Linked DNA regions of Sus scrofa: regions 2, 3 and 4 are each linked to region 1. A link is a contact called in public Hi-C and HiChIP or PLAC-seq data. All regions are on one chromosome and are shown on one strand. The core of a region is the stretch at or near the end of the contact, and the rest is flanking DNA. Distances in the headings are between cores, read along the strand shown. Region 1 overlaps FOXP1 (forkhead box protein P1). Region 2 overlaps FOXP1 (forkhead box protein P1). Region 3 overlaps FOXP1 (forkhead box protein P1). Region 4 overlaps FOXP1 (forkhead box protein P1).

The links. Hi-C and Micro-C count contacts between places; a contact is called where the count stands out from the background. HiChIP or PLAC-seq counts read pairs in DNA pulled down with a chosen protein or histone mark.
Region 2: an H3K27ac HiChIP or PLAC-seq map of skeletal muscle shows a contact between it and region 1. The contact joins two enhancer-like sites. A contact is called at or near these places in 4 of 47 Hi-C or Micro-C datasets (embryonic fibroblasts and skeletal muscle) and 1 of 2 datasets of contacts at active chromatin or transcription factors (skeletal muscle).
Region 3: a Hi-C map of alveolar macrophages shows a contact between it and region 1, with 2.2 times the contacts expected there. The contact joins two enhancer-like sites. A contact is called at or near these places in 9 of 47 Hi-C or Micro-C datasets (alveolar macrophages, blood, heart right ventricle and 3 more) and 2 of 2 datasets of contacts at active chromatin or transcription factors (alveolar macrophages and skeletal muscle).
Region 4: an H3K27ac HiChIP or PLAC-seq map of skeletal muscle shows a contact between it and region 1. The contact joins two enhancer-like sites. A contact is called at or near these places in 13 of 47 Hi-C or Micro-C datasets (alveolar macrophages, blood, embryonic fibroblasts and 6 more) and 2 of 2 datasets of contacts at active chromatin or transcription factors (alveolar macrophages and skeletal muscle).

The regions. Positions count from the first base shown.
Region 1 is chr13:52,455,822-52,458,521 of Sscrofa11.1, forward strand. The region is part of intron 7 of FOXP1 (forkhead box protein P1); the gene reads right to left. Among named protein-coding and RNA genes, the nearest start is that of FOXP1, 520 kb to the right of the region's middle. Within about 2 kb of position 1,375, at least 67 of the 83 cell types and tissues checked have an H3K27ac peak or open chromatin away from gene starts, as enhancers often do. A contact at or near this core is called in alveolar macrophages, liver, retroperitoneal adipose tissue and 2 more, where this site is marked.
Region 2 is chr13:52,564,034-52,566,733 of Sscrofa11.1, forward strand. The region is part of intron 6 of FOXP1 (forkhead box protein P1); the gene reads right to left. Among named protein-coding and RNA genes, the nearest start is that of FOXP1, 410 kb to the right of the region's middle. Within about 2 kb of position 1,433, at least 10 of the 83 cell types and tissues checked have an H3K27ac peak or open chromatin away from gene starts, as enhancers often do. A contact at or near this core is called in skeletal muscle, where this site is marked.
Region 3 is chr13:52,389,553-52,392,252 of Sscrofa11.1, forward strand. It overlaps FOXP1 (forkhead box protein P1), which reads right to left. Exons shown (of 21, transcript XM_021070841.1): 13 at 2,417-2,504. Among named protein-coding and RNA genes, the nearest start is that of FOXP1, 580 kb to the right of the region's middle. Within about 2 kb of position 1,364, at least 4 of the 83 cell types and tissues checked have an H3K27ac peak or open chromatin away from gene starts, as enhancers often do. A contact at or near this core is called in alveolar macrophages, where this site is marked.
Region 4 is chr13:52,528,486-52,531,185 of Sscrofa11.1, forward strand. All of the region lies in intron 6 of FOXP1 (forkhead box protein P1), which reads right to left. Among named protein-coding and RNA genes, the nearest start is that of FOXP1, 440 kb to the right of the region's middle. Within about 2 kb of position 1,301, at least 26 of the 83 cell types and tissues checked have an H3K27ac peak or open chromatin away from gene starts, as enhancers often do. A contact at or near this core is called in liver, retroperitoneal adipose tissue, skeletal muscle and 1 more, where this site is marked.

The DNA of each region.
Region 1 (2,700 bases), core at 125-2,624:
ACACTGACTTCCTAATAAAATAAATGTAACTTATTTTTTTTTTCTTAAGCAGATTAGTCATTGATAGTATGATTCACATTTCCTGTTATCAGGCTTAATTTTTCCCCCAAATGTGTCACTTTCAAAATGTTGGAATCTATGGAAATTAGGTGATTTGCATTTTTAAATTGGCTTGATTAGAACATTTGGTCTGTGTGGACAAGAATATAAAATTATTAGATATTTCACTCCTAACCGGCAGGCCTTGAAGGAGTTAATCCCAAAGAGGAAGAGTCTATATGTACTTTGCTCTAAAACTTTACCACCCACTTCCTAAAGATCCCCTCCTTCCCATCACGACACTTGAGGGGGGTGGTGGGGGGAGAAAGTCTGTTTCCACGACCGACCCTCTTTCAGGCAGATCTGACAGTTGAGTTAGCTACATTCAGAGCCGGTTCGGATGGGAGTACCCCGTAGCAATTCCTCAGTCGGCTTCGCGTCCTACCCAAACCCCACTCACTACTTAATTAACCAGCAAAGTACTGCAACAGAGGCTAAGGCTCCTCAACCTGCCTAAGTGTCCTTCCGCCGGTCTGGCCGTCTTGGTACGGGGCTCTATTCGTCTCCCTCCACCCTTAACTGTGTATGAACTCCTTGAATTTGAACAGCTAAGCTGAAAATAGCCTAGACAGATATAGAAACAAACTATCAGAAGCAAAGAAACATCCACCCGGGTTACGCTGAGACGGAAGGCTCCTTGTATATTTCACACGCTCTGAAAAGTGACATAAATCACACCCCAGATACGTCCCCCGAATGGAGTGATGGCGAGGGCTTTACCAAAGTGGCTGCCTGAAGGCCAGACCGGCAGAAAAAGAATCGCGAACGAGAAAAAGAGAACGAGCGAGAGCGCGAGAGCAAAACACAAGCAGGACTTCCTCCAACTCTCAACTACACCCCACCCATGAACATTTAAAAAAAGGGAGAGCGAGAGAGAAAGGGGGGTAAAATCTCTCTCTTCCAGGACCCACAGGCCTGGAGCTGCTTCTTCCCACCCCTCCACCCCCTCCCCCGCCTCCACTTCCAGAGCACAACTCCCACCCAAGTTGGTAAACAGCGATTGTTATTATTATTTTTTCCGAAAGACTCAACTTAGAAACCCTCGGGCGCTCCTGCCTTCCCCAGCGAGGCCCCAGGAAGCTGGCACCGCGGAGCCCGGGGAAGGAGAGCAGAACGGCAAAGATCAATCATGGGGACCAACCTGACACTCTCCATGTAGCCGCCAGGCGCGGGGAGCCGGCTCGGGGCGCCCGCGCGGGCCGGGCGTGGGGTCCGGCGGCCTCGGCGTGCAGGCGGACTGCACGCGCGCAGGGGCGCTCCGGCTCGCGGGCTGACAAGACGCACCGCGCCGCGCCCACCCGCCCCGCCCTGCTCCACCAATCACAACCCGCCTCTAAACACCCCGCGCCGCGCCGCGCCGCGCCCCACACAATGGGCTCCGCGGCCCGCGCCCCGCGCCCGCGCCCCCGGCCCCCTCCGCGCGGCAGGTGAAATCGCGCTCGGCGGAGACCCTGCTTTTGTTTCGGGAGCAACTCTGCTTAATTGCTGTTAACCCTTTGACCCGCCTCTGGCTGACGTCTGGGAAGCCGGGCGCGGCGCGCATCTCTCCCTCCAGCCGGGGCTGCCGGGTCGGGGCTTTTTGGTGGGGTGGCGTGTTTGTTTCCTCTTGGAAACTGACAAAGAGTTGTCCCAGCCTTTCAGAACAACCCGAGCGGCAAAGCAGGGGAACCGGCGCGCCCGGCGCACGCCCTGACTGCTTGGAGCAACTGTTTAGAATCGGAAGGGGATGCGGGGCTCAAAGACAGCACAGGAGAACTTCCTCGAAAACGGCCTTTGCGGGAGAACTTTCGCTTCACGTCCCTGGTTTAACCAAGCCTCAGCCTCTTTGATTCCCCCCGCCCCCTTTCTTTCCAAGAGTCGGCTTCGCCAGAGTGTGCTTGTGCGCGCGGAGGGAAACTAACCCGACACAGGGGTTGAAATAAATAACCACCAACGTGCCTCGTCGCTGAACCAAGCTACTTCCCCTCTAGAACGACAGCTGCTGAAGAAAGCATCTGCCACTCGTTCGCTAAGAAATAATTCTCTAAATTCCTTTCTTATTTATACAACAACAGCAACAACACAGGCTACTCTCACTGAGCACTTTAAGATGACCTCTATCAGAAATAGTTACTGCTCTTTAATGCTATTTAAAACAGAGTACAGTGTGGAAAAAAAAAGTCACCAATATGCTAAACTTTGTTGGCTCAACTGGCATGATTTAAGTGCCAGGTTAATTTCATCATTTTCGGCAGTTCTAGAAATCACCTCTCTAATCTACCATCAATTTACAGAAAAACTTTTTTGGCCCATCCTTAAAAACAACAACAAAACTCTAACATTTTTACATTTTTCCTCAAAATATATGAGGAAAAGGAGTAGTGGTGACATCAGTGATTACCTAGTTTCCCTCAATTAAAAAAAAAAAAAAAAGCAACAGATTCTAACCCGGTCATTTCAGGAGTTTTACTGGAAAGTATTTTTCCATTTGAGCTGTTAATGCAGGTTACTACAAACCAGAAAGCATATTGATAATATTTCCAATCAAGCAAAGGCCTGAATTTCAATCAGGTCAGCAGCGGAACAGGCAATTTCCACCCCCCACCCCCCCCAGTAATCTGG
Region 2 (2,700 bases), core at 183-2,682, 110 kb after region 1:
ACATGCGGCCTCAAACCAGGGCAAGAATATCCCCAGCTAATCATAGGAATGATGTTAAAATTGTTTATTATCCTTTTATGAATTTTCCTACTTAAATTACAGCATTTCACAACTCTCTGCAAAAAGCGAAACACTATCCACAGGCAGTTTATTGTAAAAACTGATCTATGCATTAATCTGACCTTCACTTAAACAGCTCCTCAACCACAAGGAATGGAGGAAAAAAACAAAAGCACCTAATGTCAGCGATCACATTGCGAGTACCATCAAACTGCTAAATCTATTAACTTTTGTTTTCTTTTTTCACTATTATTAAACTGGAAAGAAAAATTCAACTGGAAAAATTGTGCCTTTTTGGTTCCCTTGTCATCATGTAATAAGTATGAGAAATATATGTGCAATGGCCAAATGGCCGGTAGACAAAACACCCACTCTAAGTGACGTACTGTTTTCCATACCACTCAGACAAAATCAAAACAACAGAACTGCTGCAAACAAAAACAAAATAACATTTCCCATCAGCATTCCAGACAGAGAAAATTTACAGGAAAAGAAGCTGGGAAAAGAACCAGAATGAAATAACTGTTCATACCTCCACTCGTGGTGGAACCATGGCTTCAGACAAACAGCACGGACTTGAGCACTGAAATGTTTAACCATTGATAAAATGTTTGCCAGTGTTGGAAAAGTTTTTTTTTTTTTTCTTTTTTAGGCAAACATTTGCCCTGTTTAAAGTGATGAAGTGCTTCTATAGAACTGAGGGGCCTACATTTCTCTCTTTTTTTTTTTTTTAAGCGAGGGGAGGGGGGTGAGGAGGGAGGGGGGAGACTTATGATAAGAAAAGAAACTTCAGTCGCAGCAGTATCCAGAAGCAAGTGTGTCATTTAATTAATTCTCCTTTCGCTGAGAGATAGAGAAATGTTTCCTGGTGCTGCTAAGTCTGTCTGGCAGGAGAATGTAAAACTCACTTGAAAAAGTGAAGATGATCTCTTTTTATAGCTGAGTCACATGTGTGTAACTTTATGAACGCATCGGCTCCCGGGAAGTTACTGGATCAGGGTTTCGCCTAGATACCTGCCCATAAACTGAGGCAGCGAGAGGTGACTATCAACAGCTGTATCCACCGATTTCATCGAGTCAGTTTACAGTGTCTCCATCACCGTGGATTCTTGTCAGCTGCACTCTCGCTAACACAATTCCTGTGTTTTGCCTGGCAGTAAATGGACGCTTCTGCCCTAGCGTCGTCTAAACAACTCCGTTAACATTTGCCCCCGAGCGTCTCTCTCTTTGTCCAGTCCCTGTCTTCTAACAGATGTCATCCAAGCCTAATCAAGCATAAAATGGTCATAAATATTTCTTTCTGGTAGATTTCACATTCGCATTTCATGCAGGGACATGATATTTTTCTGCTACCTCCAGGGAGAGCCTAATGCAAAAACCAGTTACTTACATTCTAGCCTCATGGTCCTTGAGTAAAATGCAGAACATGTTCTCAGCTCGGAGACATAAAAAGGCTTAAGACTTTATCTTTGGTCTTTTGTTTAACTGCACCTTTTTTCTTTGCGTTTTTTCCCCCCCAAATGCATCTTCATTTTCCAGTTTACACTTAGGCGTTACAAATGTTCCTTTGTGCATGTGAAACTATAAAACGAGATCTAAAATGGGACTACGTCTACCGTATTTCAGCAACTTCAGGTTTTCAACCTTAGATCCTTAATTACTTGCAAAAGGAGATTTTTTTTTTTTTTTGCTCAGATACCTCATTCAAATAACAAGCTATTTGGAAAGTAGATGAGATAAGGGGAGGGCTCTTTTCTTGGGGTTCATTTTACGCGCTATTTTGCAACCTTTTCATCACATTCCGTTAAAACAATGGGATGAAGCCGGGATACAAATTTAAGGTTCATGCCAATTTACCAGATGAGAAAAGGAAAGATTATCACGAGATAGGCCCCGTTTCTAAGACTGAAACTTTGATCAAGCAGGGGAAGCTCCTTCAGACAATTAAGTTGCCTCCTTAAGGAGGGAAGAACTGGTAATCGGCACAATCATATTTGTCTTCTGGAAACTTAGTAAATAATGAGCCTTAAACTAAAATAAAACTATCCTAATAATACTTTTGAGGCCATATGTCTGTGTTTCTCTTTCCTATTCCCTTTGTCAAAACACACATCTTATACTGCTATTTAAAGCGAACTGCAAAACACTTAGCGGTATATATCACAACAATGGCACTCCCCCCACCCTTCACTCCGCTGAGCCTAATATTTGATTACTGCTAGTCAAATCAAGCTTTCAGGCAAATAATCTCCATTTTTAAAGTTAATGAGATATGGTCATGTCGACAACAGCTTGCAGAAACTTTTAATTTTAATTCCTGCAGGCTGTGCTGGCCTCTTTTACAGCAACTACTGTATGAATGAGTCAAATTTGCCAACATGGCTTATGTAGACAAGTGCACACTAATTAAAAATACCCACTGGTATCATAATTTAAATACCATGAAAATAAACTGTGAAAGTCGCTCGGATCCAGTCTCATGGTTCCCTTTGAGCGCGCGCTTCCTTTGACTATAGGATGTTTTATTGCTGGCGTGTTCTTAGCTGAAAACCACTTTGCATCTTGGAGGAATCTGAGAGTGTAATATAATTACACAATTTGTGTTAATATTTGTTTCTCATAAGCTGTTAAGCAGGCCTC
Region 3 (2,700 bases), core at 114-2,613, 66 kb before region 1:
CCCACCCCAACTATTCAAAATGTAAAAACCCTTCTTAGCTTACAGGATTCGGCCCAGGGTCTGTAGTTTTCCAACCCCTGCTCTTGACAAGCACCAGGTCATACTAACAACTATATCAAACTTGGAAGAAATTGAATTCTTCAGACTTAGCTCTCCTTTCTTCCATTAACGCAGACTCACTAGCAAAATTACTATTAGAAACACTGCAGGTAACTACCACATAGAAACTTCCAGTCAGATGAGTTCCTCTGATTCCTATCAAAAGTTGAAAAGCCTGCTTAGGTTTGACGTAGGGCTGGAGGATGAAGGGAAACCTATGAATAAATGAAATCCACAAATAATCAAAGAATCATCCTATGGGCGTGCACCATTCCCAGGCCACATTCACCAAAACACAACATTCAAATTGCCAGGAGAGAGTCATCCGCCTTACTGGGAGTCTAACTTCTTTCCTTCTGCTTGCTTCTCGTAGACAGTGAGGAATAATGAATAAAACAGATAATCAGTTCCTGAGTAATTAGCAATGGCCCCACACTCAAATCTGCAGACTGGAATACCATCCCAGGTGAGCCATGACAGCTCTGGTAAACAATTTACTCTAGCTGATCATTAATAATTTAATTTTATCAATTAAATTAAAAAAATGCAGGAACTTGTATCACTTTTATCAACACCACCACTGAGACATATAAATGCAGAGAGCAAAAGCCATGCAGCTTGTGCTGTTAAATCCGATTCTTCAAAGCCTTACCAGGCTTCAATCACAAGTGAACTCTAGGGGGTGAGACAAATACACTCCTTATTTCCTTCCCAATAAACATGCTAATTTTAAACCTGTAAATTTAAATTAAACATGCTAAATTTAAACGTGCTAAATTTAAACATGCTAAATTTAAACAAGACTTATGTAAGAATTTGAGGATTTCATGATGGGCCCTTGGCCTATATAAATACCCCACTGCCCTAATAAGTTCATATCTGTAGTCTGAATGGAAAAATATTAACTACTTAAAGAAAATAACTCTGGAAATACTCTCACTTAAAAGAAGGTCATTTGTCATATAAGATGATAACTCATTTTTAAAAATCCTTTCTATCCTGGAAAGTCACAACAAAAAGTTTAAGTGTGTTTTGGCTGATTTTTCTCTGCAACTATTTGAAGCTGTAAATGACTTAACTCAGTAAAATTCCAAATGTAATTATCTTCTGTACTTAGCCTAGGGCTCTCCATATATCTCGGCATTGCTGTCTTGCATACAAAATAGGCTTTTCGATGGCTGGTAACAATATAATGTACAACATTGTTTTAATTTCCCCTAGTCGGCTAACCTCTTGCCTACACGAAACCAGCCAGAGGAAGAAGCCACAGTGAGTCATCAGGCACTCAAAAGCATTTTGGAACTCGGCTGCATAAATGGGGTTTGTAGGGTCAGGCTTCTGCAATTGTACATTTTAATAATCTCCATTTCTGACCCAATTTTTACTTTTAGAAAGTAATTCACTATTAATTATACCAAGGAAGGAATTACTGTTAAAATATGGTGGCTCATCAACAAGTTACATCAGGAGGTGGAACCCATCTTTAAAATGTGCCCCTATCCCTCACAACTGTGATCCACAGGAAAATTTGCAGAAGTTAATTTTCTGGAGTCATAAAACACAATCTCAATGGCCTAGTGGATTTCCAAATTCAAGATTATCTCCCCATGTATATATGATATAAACATGATATATACACATACACACACACACACACACACACACACACACACACACACACACCTGAATCCTGAATATGTGCTTGTATGTATGCATGGGCGTGTGTGCATATTTAAAATGGGTGCAATGAACTCTCAATTGTTCTTAGTGATGGAGGGACCAGGGGACAATGAAGCATGATGCATAAATCCACACACAGTTTCTATTTTAACTCTGGAGAACAGGGCTTGCACATGTTCCACGCTCGTGCACGCGTGTGCTCTCTCAAATTCCATTCATTCGCTCCCCATCTCTCTTGCCAGCTTGTCTTCCTCATTTTGGACGGATAACATTAGCTATAGAAGGGGCTTAAACCCAACAACAGATAACCAGAGAAGGTAAAAGGAGAAGAGAGAAGGGAGGTAAAGTGAGAGAGAGATGGAAGAGCTAAAAAGCAGTGGTGACTGAGGGTCGGCAGTGTATACACAGAGGCACAGAACTTTGAAACATCTGAGGGGCAGTGCCCAAGAATGAACTGAAGCTGAACCTTCCCAGAGAATAAAATAAAGAAAATGAAATAATAAAACAAAATAAAGGACAACGACAGGTTTGGAACCTTCCATTCAATAATGAGTACACAGGAACTCATTACAGAACACTACAGAAATTTGGAAGTGGAGGAATACTGAGGTAATATCAAAAATAAATGTGGTTTTACCTGGAGCTCTAACTGCTGTACAACCTGCATTTGTACTCTACATTGGGCTGTACTTCTATCGTCCAGCGCATGCTCACTGTTGAGATGTCTGCAACAATACATAGAAAATCATTAAGTGAAATGGAGAAACAAAAAGGAAAATATAAGTTACCAGGATGTTCATGCATTGACTAGGCAGTGGGTCTAGTTCACAGTGGATCACAGGCTTGTGGATGGCCAGCCTTTCTCCGTCCCCACCAATGAACGCTGTCATGACATATAATTGAGTACACTGTTACCACCCA
Region 4 (2,700 bases), core at 51-2,550, 73 kb after region 1:
GATGATTGCTGAACAACTAAAAATATAATAAAATCACTGAGTTAAAAAAAAAAAAGTATTACAGAATACCGCAAAACAATGAAATTATTTTAAAGTTAAGCTGAGCAATTAAAAGCAATAGCAAAGTTCCCAGATGGCTCAGCGGTTTAGAATCTGGCATTGTCACTGCTGTGGTGTGGATGTTTTTTGGGGCGGGGGCACACTTGCGGCAAATGGAAGTTTCCAGGCTAGGGGTCGAATCAGAGCTGCAGCTGCTGGCCTACACCACAGCCACAGCAACGTCAGATCTGAGCCGAGTGTGCGACCTACACCACAGCTCACAGCAACATCAGATCCTTAACCCACTGAGCAAGGCCAGGGATCAAACCCATGTCCTCATGGATACTAGGTTCGTTACCGGGAATTCCTGTGGCGTGGGATTGATCCCTGGCCTGGGAACTTCTGCGTGCTGCAGGTGTGGCCGAAAAAGAAAAAAAAGCAATATATATACCTTGTAAATGAGAACAGAGGAGGAGCAAGCACCCTATACAGCTGGGAGCACTGTCAAACAAATGGCTGTTCTCCAAGTTATCCCGTGTAATAACTTCTGATAATGAAATACAAAATGCGGAAGAAGGCGAGGGCAGGAAGCCCGTTGAAAGCCATGAAACACTTTTAGTTATATAAGCTAAGTAGTTATAATATAGCAGCTTCCACTGCCTGGACTGTTTGTCCCCAAACACTGAAAGACAAAATAATGAAACAAAAACAATTAGCTAGAGCCCTCTTTCGAATCACAGCCACTGCACACACATTTAAGGACACTCACACCTCGTTCTAAAAGTTAAATTCCCCTGAAGAAGTAATGCTTCCTTCTTCCAAAAAGGAGGTGGGGGTGAGGGTGGGGGACAAGGAACCATTTATCCATTTAAAGATTAAGTATAAACTAGTTCAAGCCAGGGAGAGGAACATGGAAAGAAAAAGTAAACAGGACCTCACCCCCCACCCCGAAAATAGTTCCCCTTTGAAAGCTCTAGGCGGTGGGTGCCTGGTACCAAGAGCCGCCCCGTTCATTGGAGGGGTCAGGAAAGCTATGCTAAACCGACAGGTTCCGTTTACAGCAGGCCAGAACTTTGTTTGGATATACTGGCCTTGCTCCCCGCCAGCTTAACAACAGATGGCTAGAAAACTTTCATTATGCTGCACAGGACTGAACTGCAAACAATCCAGAAAACTGTGAAAAGTTTAACTCCCTCTAAACCAATGTGCCAAACCGGGGCCTGCCCAGAGCCAGTGAGCCAGCGCTGGGCCCCGGGGGACCATGCAAGTGATGGTTAAAACCAGAGCACTTGCTAAGGGCCCCAAGTCAACTCAAGGCACCATTCCAGACGCCGGGACAGCAGCGACCCACCCAAGTCTGGAGTTTAACTGTTCAAAGCCCAGACCTTATAAGGAGTTGTGTGGATAGTCTCCTCTTTGTCTATTTTCCTAAAATGTACTGTCATGACTGCCCCTGGCCTTGGGAGAGAGAAAATCTTCTCCTAGACAGTTCCCAAGCTCCTTCCCACTCTCCCTCCCTCTGGAAATTGGGAGGATGAGGCCAAATAGTCTGACTGTAACACCCAGACTTAAACACGATTTATCCAAATCTGTCTATAATTTAAATATTCATTAAATCGATTCAATCACACGAACCCTAATATCTCTTAATGCTCCAAGACAGGTTATAAATGTACCTTCAAAGGTTTAATTCAATTGGCAATCTGAGAGGGCTGATCACCAGAAATGTGTTATTTTCATATTATTCAAGAAATGAACAAATGTGTTTTCCACAAATGTGTTTGAGAAGCTACCCTTTCCTGTTATTGAAAGAAAATTGTGTTTATTACTCCTTTAGCATAGTGTAAACTCATAAACGTCAACAGACAGTACAAGGAAAACTGTCAACTAAATATTGTTTCCTTCATGAGCTGTTCTTCCAAGTCAATTACGCCTTTCAACTTCTGGGGCATTGTATGATAAACTGGCAGTAAAAATCATTCACATTAATATACCATGGTGCCTTGCCTGCAAAAGGTAATTAAAGAAGTAAATGACTCATAAGAATAGACATATTAGCTGCAAAATGAAAGGCAACTGCGCTGCCACATAAAAATATGTACCATTAAGATACTGCATTTTCATATTCCTGTAATCAGCTTCAGTAGACTAATGCTTATTTAATCCAGTTCTGTGCTAAGTCCATCAACAACTGTTTTTTGCTGTTTTCTCCTTGACTGAACATTATGAGAACAGGTTTGGAATAAATACTGCAATGAGATTTTTGCATCCTCAATTGAAGAACAGGTTTTTACATTTTAAAATCTATTTTTCTTTCTTTCAGAAATACAACGTAAAAAAAAATTACTGGTGGGGAAAATATATAATATATATATATAAATGTACATTTATATAAAACATATATAGTACATATATATGTATGCATATTAGAGAGAGAGAGAGTCTGCTAGTGAGATATGTCTCTTTAAAATGGCAGAACACTTCAGGGAAATGATATTTGTTTCCACATTCACTGTTTCTGACCCATAATGTTATCAGCACAGGGGAGATGGCGTCACGCCTCTACTTGCCAGATCTCTGTCACCTTTATGCAGTGCTCCCTTTTGTTAATAATGGCTTCCACTACCATGAGCAGGAGGAAGGCAATTGAGCTTTTGGCAG